Linked DNA regions of Oryctolagus cuniculus: region 2 is linked to region 1. Evidence: chromatin contacts called from public Micro-C data. All regions are on one chromosome and are shown on one strand. Each heading gives the region's core, a stretch centred on a gene start, on an enhancer-like site or on the middle of the called end of the contact. The rest is flanking DNA. Distances are from core to core; before and after follow the strand shown. Region 1 has its middle 93 kb from the start of SSBP2. Region 2 overlaps ATG10 (autophagy related 10).

Region 1 (3,578 bases), core at 459-2,958:
CAGCGGAAGGAACTGGAGTCAGCGGGCGGCTGGCTCGCAGGAGCGCGGCTGGGAATGGGGCGCTGGCTGGGGGCAGGGGATGTGCGGGTTGCTGGCTGCCTGGGGTGTGCCGGGTTGTGCCGGGAGATCTGGAGGGGCTGGGGAAAGTTCACCCAAGTGCAGCAAGTCGGCCTGGCCTGCCACGTGCCGACACCCAAGTCGGAGGCCTGGGCGGGTGGCAGCCACTGCAACTCCACGGGGAAGTCAGCTGATTCGCAGCTCCTCTGAGCAAACACGGGTGACCCAGGACAGGACACGGGTGACCCAGGACGGGCAGGCAGACAGGAACTACACCAGGAGGCCGGAGGTGGGCCGGGGCACTGCAGTCTCCAGGGGAAACGCAGGCAGTGCACCTGGGAGCTGGGCGAGGAGAAGGCTGGGGAAGCCCCCCAGGGGGCCTGCCTGGCTTGGGGCTGGGGAGAGGGAATGGTCCCTGAGCAGAGATTGGAGAGGCCCCACTGCCACCTGTCCAGCGGCTCTGCAGCCCAGAGTCTGGCAGTGTGGCCCTGATGGCTGCGTGCGGCCTCCGCCGGAGAGCTTCCTAAAATATCTTGGGGCCTGATGCAATATCGGTTCGTGATGGCACTGCATTGCGATGCGGTGACAGTGTGACCTGGGGGCGGCCTCAGAGGCCCCACGGTGCCTGTCCATGATTTCATCTGAGAGGCAGCGGCCAAGTGAGGCCCGCATTCCCGAGGCAGAATGGAAGAGTTAAGCTCTCTGAGGCGGAAGGCGTGGAGCTCCGGAGCCCAGGACCGCGGGCTGCGCGCCTGGGGAGTGGCTCGGGCAGGGGACCCACACCCGCAGGGTCAGGGGAGGGCGGCTGTGCCGAGCTGGCCTGGCGTCTGGAGGAGGGCAGCCCCCTCCCCCAGTGCCCTCTGGGACCCAGGAGCGGAGCCAGGCCTCCCCCAGAGAGAGGCTCCCTCCAGGTTTGGCCCGGGTCGCCTCCGCGTAAACACGGCGGCTGCCTGGCTGCCTGGCTCCCGCAAGCGCCGGCTCTGCACCAGGACTCGGATTCTGGAGCCTAGCAGAGGAATGCACGTCTTCTCCCTCCCCCAGGCCACTCTCCCTTGCGCAGAGGGCGGCAGGTGGGCAGCCAGGTCCGCAACGCGCGCCCCCCTTCGCCGAGCGCCCACCGCGCCCCCGGGGGGCTCAGGCGCCCGCACCGGGCGCTGCGGCAGCGCGGGCCGAGGGGCTCAGGCTGTTGCATTTAGGAGCCGACTGTCCGCGCGCAGCAGGAAAACACGGCCCCCTCCCCCTTCCCGCGGCCTGGGCGTGCAGGTCTGCTTCCCGAAGCCACCCGGCTGCGCCTCTCACTTTGTCTTGGCAGGGCACAGCCGTCAGACGAAGTGGGAGGAAGAAACATTAACTTCAACAGCTGTTTCTTGACCCCGGCTGTCAGTCTTCCCAAGAATAAATTTTGGAGAGTCCTATTTGAAACAAAGGGGGGGGGGGAGGGAGGGCGCGTGGAGGCAGGGAAAAGTTGGCGGGCCCCGGGCGGGGGGCACGGGCGCGGGGCGCGGGGCGCGGGCGAGCCCGGCCGGGTGCAGGGCGGGCTCCCGCCCCGCGCCCGCGCCCGCGGCCCCGGCTCCCCCCGCGCGCGCGCGCACTGGCAGCGCCGGCGGTGGGAGCCGCCGCGCGACTACAGTAATTCCCCAGCTCGGGCGGCTTGAAACTGCTCGGGCTGAATAGCATTTGCTGTTCCGGCCGGCGGCCGCCTCCCGCCGCCGCGCCGCGCGCCCGCACCGCGGCCCTCATTATCCCGGAAGTGGCGCTGACACGGGCGCGCGGCCACCGCAAGTTTGTCAACAGCGAACTTGGCCCGCGTGGGGCCCGCGGCCCCCCCACGGCTGCGCGCCCGGCCCACACGCGCGCAAACACGCCCCGGGGAGCGCGCTCCGGGAGGCTGGGGCTGGGGCTGGGGGTGGGGGCGTGCGTGTGGGCGCCGAGAGCGCCCGGGGGTCCCGGGGGTCGCGGGCCGGCCGGGACTCCGGGCCGTACCCAGGCGGCCGCGCGGGCCTGGGGGTGGCGTGCGCCCCCCGACCCCGCCAGCGGGACTGTTTGGGCTCGGGGGCGGGGCGAGGCTGGGGGCCCCCAGAGTGGGACCCTGGTGCGGGCGCCTCTCGGGACCTGCGGGAGGAAGGGGCGCTGGGTCAGGCGCGGTGGTGGCAGCCTGCGGGAAATGCGCGGGATCCTGCGCTCTGGGGTTCACACGGGTCTCGGGGCGCGGCTGGGGGCGCCGCCGCCGCCCAGGGTGGGGCTGGGTGGCCAGCAGCTGTTCCCCGCCGCCGAGGGCCCTGCGCGCGCCCTCGGAGCCCGGCAGGTGCGCGGGTGCCCGGGCTCGAACAGGGCCTCGGGGCGTCCTGGACGGTGCCACGTGGGGCCGCAGGTCCCGGGGGCGGAGCTGAACCTCAGACGCTGGTGCTAACTTGGTGTGGGGTTGGGACCCCACCTACCACACCTTTTTCCACGGGAGAGATCAGGTGCACTGGGGCGCTCTCCATGTAATGGCGGGTCGGGTGGGCGCACAAGAGCGAGTCCCCACGCCCGGTGCCTTGCACTGGACGTCTCCCCACTTGTGGGTGGCGCAGAATTCTTCCCTGCCCTTGGAAGGGACAGTGGACAGTGCTGGCTCTGCTCCCTCTAGGATCCCGGGCGTGGGGAGGCGCGTGCCCTTGGTGGAGGGAGCCAGGAGCCCCACGTCCTCTTCCTGCGGGTCAGCTGCTGGGAGCCATGTTTTCCAGAAAAACTGGGTCTACGGCCATGCATCTTCCATAACAAGAAGCAAGACGCCTTCCTCTGTTTTCCAAACCGCCCTAAACAGGAAAATGGTACTAGCCTCCAGGGGCCAGTTTACCTTCCACACAAAACAAAAACAAGAAACAAAATCTAAAGAAAATGTAACTGAAGCATTTCTCTGGACTGGAAGGGACTGTTGACAAACGAACCACACAGATTCCCCACAGTCCTAACACAGGCACAGGCGCGCACAGACACAGACACACACACCCCGTGCACACCAGCACACGCACACACCCACACCCCGTGCACACAGCACACGCACACCCCGTGCACACCAGCACACGCACACACCCACACCCTGTGCACACAGCACATGCACACACCCCGTGCACACCAGCACACGCACACACCCACACCCTGTGCACACAGCACATGCACACACCCTGTGCACACCAGCACACGCACACACCCACACCCCGTGCACACCAGCACATGCACACCCTGTGCACACCAGCACACGCAACACACCCCGTGCACACAGCACACGCACACACCCCGTGCACACCAGCGTACGCACGCACACACCCTGTGCTCACCAGCGTACGCACACACCCACACCCCGTGCACACCAGCGCACGCACGCACCCACACCCCGTGCACACCAGCACACACACACCCACACCCCGTGCACACCAGCACACACACACATCCACACCCCGTGCACACAGCACACGCAACATACACACCCCGTGCACACCAGCACACACACACCCACACCCTGTGCACACAGCACATAC
Region 2 (3,578 bases), core at 641-3,140, 270 kb after region 1:
ACCGGGACAGAATCCAGCACCCCGACCGGGACTAGAACCCGGTGTGCCGGCGCCGCAGGCAGAGGATTAGCCTAGTGAGCCACGGCGCCGGCCATAAGCTTATCTTTTAATTCCATTTTCCCCCAAACATTTTGAAGTCCCTTCATGTTTTGTATGATTTAATGCAAGCAGGGGAGCATGAGGAGGAGGTGTGTATGTGTATGTATATGTTTGCGTGCCAGAAAATATAAAAGTCTGGAAAAGTAAACACTGGTCTGTTAAAAATAGCTACAAATCTGAGGGAGAGGATGCTGGGACTGAGGGGAGCATCTCAGTTTCTATTCTGTGTACTTGTGCCGTGTTTGTAATTCTGTTTTTTATCACCAAGATATAATTATTTTATAATGTTAAGAAAGAAAAATTAAATGCTAAGTAATGTAATTGTTGACTAAAAGGAAAGATTCAGTTAAAAGAGCTGCTTAACAATATATGGACTCATATCTATTGAAAAACAGAGAAAGTCTTTCTTTCTGTCTTATCGATTTTCTGTATCTGGAATATTTATTCCAGTGACTTCTTCCTGGTTATTTAATTCATTGTGTTTAATTGATAGTCCTTACTGGGGCTGAGTGACAGTATTTTGGTTAATATTTGCAGTCATGATTGGTCCACTGAACTATCTCCCCAGAGGACTGGCTGTGAGTGGGGAATCAGTACAGACAGAGATGTGGATCTGGGTCTTAGCTTATTTCCATTGGAAGCCTTGCTTCTTATGGAGGAAGTTGGAAGTTTTTCCAGTGTTCTTCTTGATTCTTTGCTGTCATCATTACTGTTTTGAGGTAGAAATGAACCAAACCAACCTGCTTAATTCCTTCTGCTAATTCGATGCCAAAGGAAATTGTTCAATGCATATAAATTCGTGAATGTGGATGGAACCAGACTGTGACTCAGTGTGTCCAAGTGCTCTGAACACTGAGCTGCAGGCATGAGCAGCCCTCCCCACACACAGAAAAGTCAACCATGAAGAAGGATTAGGTGAGAAGTGATGGGACTATCACCATCTCTGCTTATAAAACCCTGTTTAACTTGACGTTGATATTTGCCATCTACTTTTGCAATAACTCAGAATTTATTGTGGAAATGTACCAGAGAAAACAGAAGCTTCTCCGGGTTTGAAATAACCTAACAAACTCAACCTTTTGCAGAATGGCTTTCTTATTCAAAATGGAAGTGGGAATTGTTCCGCACACAATGAATCATCTCTTGGCAAGTACAATAGAATCTTTAGGGACGTTTCACAGGCTCTTGTTCAACTGTTAGGATGTTTTTAGCTTTCCCAGGTAGGGGAGGAGGTAGCATGCACAGCCATCATCTTGTTGCTAAAATTGTACAGTAAAGATTTTTCAGAGTTGCTGTTGCAATAGATCTTTTTGCTTTTCTTCCCCCTTCCTGTTTCTCTGGCCAGAGCTGCTTTGTCTTCTCAAAAACAATCTGGAATTACTTAATGCTAATGTTTTCTGGTTTTAGTATTTACCCAAGACTCAAATGTTAAACATTAATATGGGAAACTCCCTTTTCCTTACCTCATAGCCCAGTATTTATTTAACTGTTACTTTGCAAGAAGAAAATATAATTTTCCCATCTCTGAGTTAGTACATTTTTGGCTGAAAAAAAAAAAAAACCATTTTGATTTTGCTTTTTTCCAGGAAGCTGCGGAGCTGGCCTTGGACGATGCCGAAGCTGCCGAGGTGCCAGCAGTGTCGCCGGTGATACGATACGAGTATCACGTCTTATATTCCTGTAGCTTCCAAGTGCCTGTGCTGTACTTCAGGGCGAGCTTTTTAGGTAAGACCGCGTCTGAAAGCTCAGTCAGTTCATCACATCGACACAGAAGGCAGAATGCATATTTGGAAAAATATTCTCGAGAGAGAGAGAGAAAGTGAGTTAGAATACGGAAACTGTGGGTGAGGGAAGGCTTTTCCCAGTAAATTTTCTTGTGCTGCGTCAAGGGGATCAAGACTGAGCGTGAGCAGTGTCCCCCAGGCTGCAGTCTGCCCGTGAGCCCTGGCCTACTGCCTGCAGCCAACTGGGCCCCCAAGCCCTTTCGCCCCTCCACACTGAGACAAGTAGAGACAACTTAAAGCTGCACTGGGTATTTGCTTCAGACTTACCAGTAAGAAGTCCCTTCAATCTCCAGTGACCCCATTAACTCAGGAGCCCCCACGCTTCCTTCCCCAAAAGCTAATAATTATTTCAAGAAATGTTTATCAGGGAGCTTAAGCAATGTGTAAAAATAGCGCTAACGTCTCCCCTGGCCACCTATACATTGCGGCCGCCTCAGCTTCGTGCCGTGCGGTTCCTCAGCTCATCCCCCTGCCAGGAAGCTGGAACGCCCTGTCTCCTTGGAGGCCATGGCCCATGCTGCTCATTTCATCAGCAGCCGCCCAGCGTCCTCGCCCTCCCACACACTGTCCACTGCCTGAACTGGGTCAACCCCGAGGCACGCTGGGCTCGGCATGGTGGCCAGGCGGAGCCCCCTGGCCAGCCCACCCCCTGGCCCCTGTGGCTTTCTCAGCAGCACTCTGCATTTGGAACAGCCTTCTAACTTTTTCTAAGACATCTGAGTTTAGCCAATGATATTTTATTTTTAATTAAAAAGTAGCTTAAGCTGCTTCCAATGTGTGTTTGGTAGATTTAATCACTTGCTGCCTTATATTGTTTAATGGTCTCTAATTTTGCAGCACTGGTGGTTTAACAAGCACTTAGAATCTAAAACACAAGAACAAATTCTCATAGACTCCCTAGTGAGAAGATTTTAATCTGAGGTGCAGTTCCTAAGAACTGACAATGTGGGGAATTGAGGACACTGATCGGTCCCTAATTCACAGACTCCTGTTGCAGATTTGTCTCTGTGACTATTAGAAGGCTTTACAACACCCACTTTCTCGTGCTTCTGTTTGGAGCGGAACCCAGAGATTAAAGGGGGTTTCTTGTCAGAAAGCTGCGCCCTACTCAAAAGGAGGAGATAATTCCTTCCCCTGTGGGAGGAGAGTGGTCTTGCTGGGTTCTGGTTTGCAGTGGCTCCACCTAGTACCTCCTCCATCCAAAGAAGAGTCGAGGCTGCAGGTAGAGACGCCAGGAGACGACTTCCTCCACACTGCACTTCCTACAATTAGTATTCACCAGAAGCAGTTAATCACCAGAGAAGAGCTCCCAGAGACAAAACAAGTTGTTGAGCTTGTCAGCGTCGTGGACTCGGAGGTGCTGCAACACGACTGCTTCTGGCTGGAAGCGGGGCTTGCTGAGGCTGGCGGATGAGCTCATGCGTGTGCTGGGCTCTCGTGTGCCAACAGCGCCCCTCTCAGGTCAACACGGCAACCGTTCCCTCCAGTCCAGTGGCGTGAATGACACGCGTGCCCTGCAGAAGAGCCTTTCTTCATGACGACTTTCCATTCCTTCCAGTGGACACACACAACAGGCGCTCTTGGAATCTGTTTACAGACGTGTAGGATGCCCTCCACTGATGTCTAATAAAAGAAAGCCGAAGCAAGTCATTTATTTCATGTGGAAGCATGCCTTATCCTATCCCCCCAGCTCTG

Evidence for each region. A called contact is a pair of places that touch in the nucleus more often than the background predicts.
Region 2: a contact with region 1 is called in a Micro-C map of ear pinna, with 7 times the contacts expected there. The contact joins two enhancer-like sites. A contact is called at or near these places in 2 of 6 Hi-C or Micro-C datasets (ear pinna and skin fibroblasts).

Annotation. Positions count from the first base shown.
Region 1 is chr14:5,140,328-5,143,905 of mOryCun1.1, forward strand. No RefSeq gene overlaps it. Among named protein-coding and RNA genes, the nearest start is that of SSBP2, 93 kb to the left of the region's middle. Within about 2 kb of position 1,709, at least 7 of the 8 cell types and tissues checked have an H3K27ac peak or open chromatin away from gene starts, as enhancers often do. A contact at or near this core is called in ear pinna, where this site is marked.
Region 2 is chr14:5,411,566-5,415,143 of mOryCun1.1, forward strand. ATG10 (autophagy related 10) reads left to right here. Exons shown (of 7, transcript XM_070056382.1): 3 at 1,686-1,824. Among named protein-coding and RNA genes, the nearest start is that of RPS23, 120 kb to the right of the region's middle. Within about 2 kb of position 1,891, at least 3 of the 8 cell types and tissues checked have an H3K27ac peak or open chromatin away from gene starts, as enhancers often do. A contact at or near this core is called in ear pinna, where this site is marked.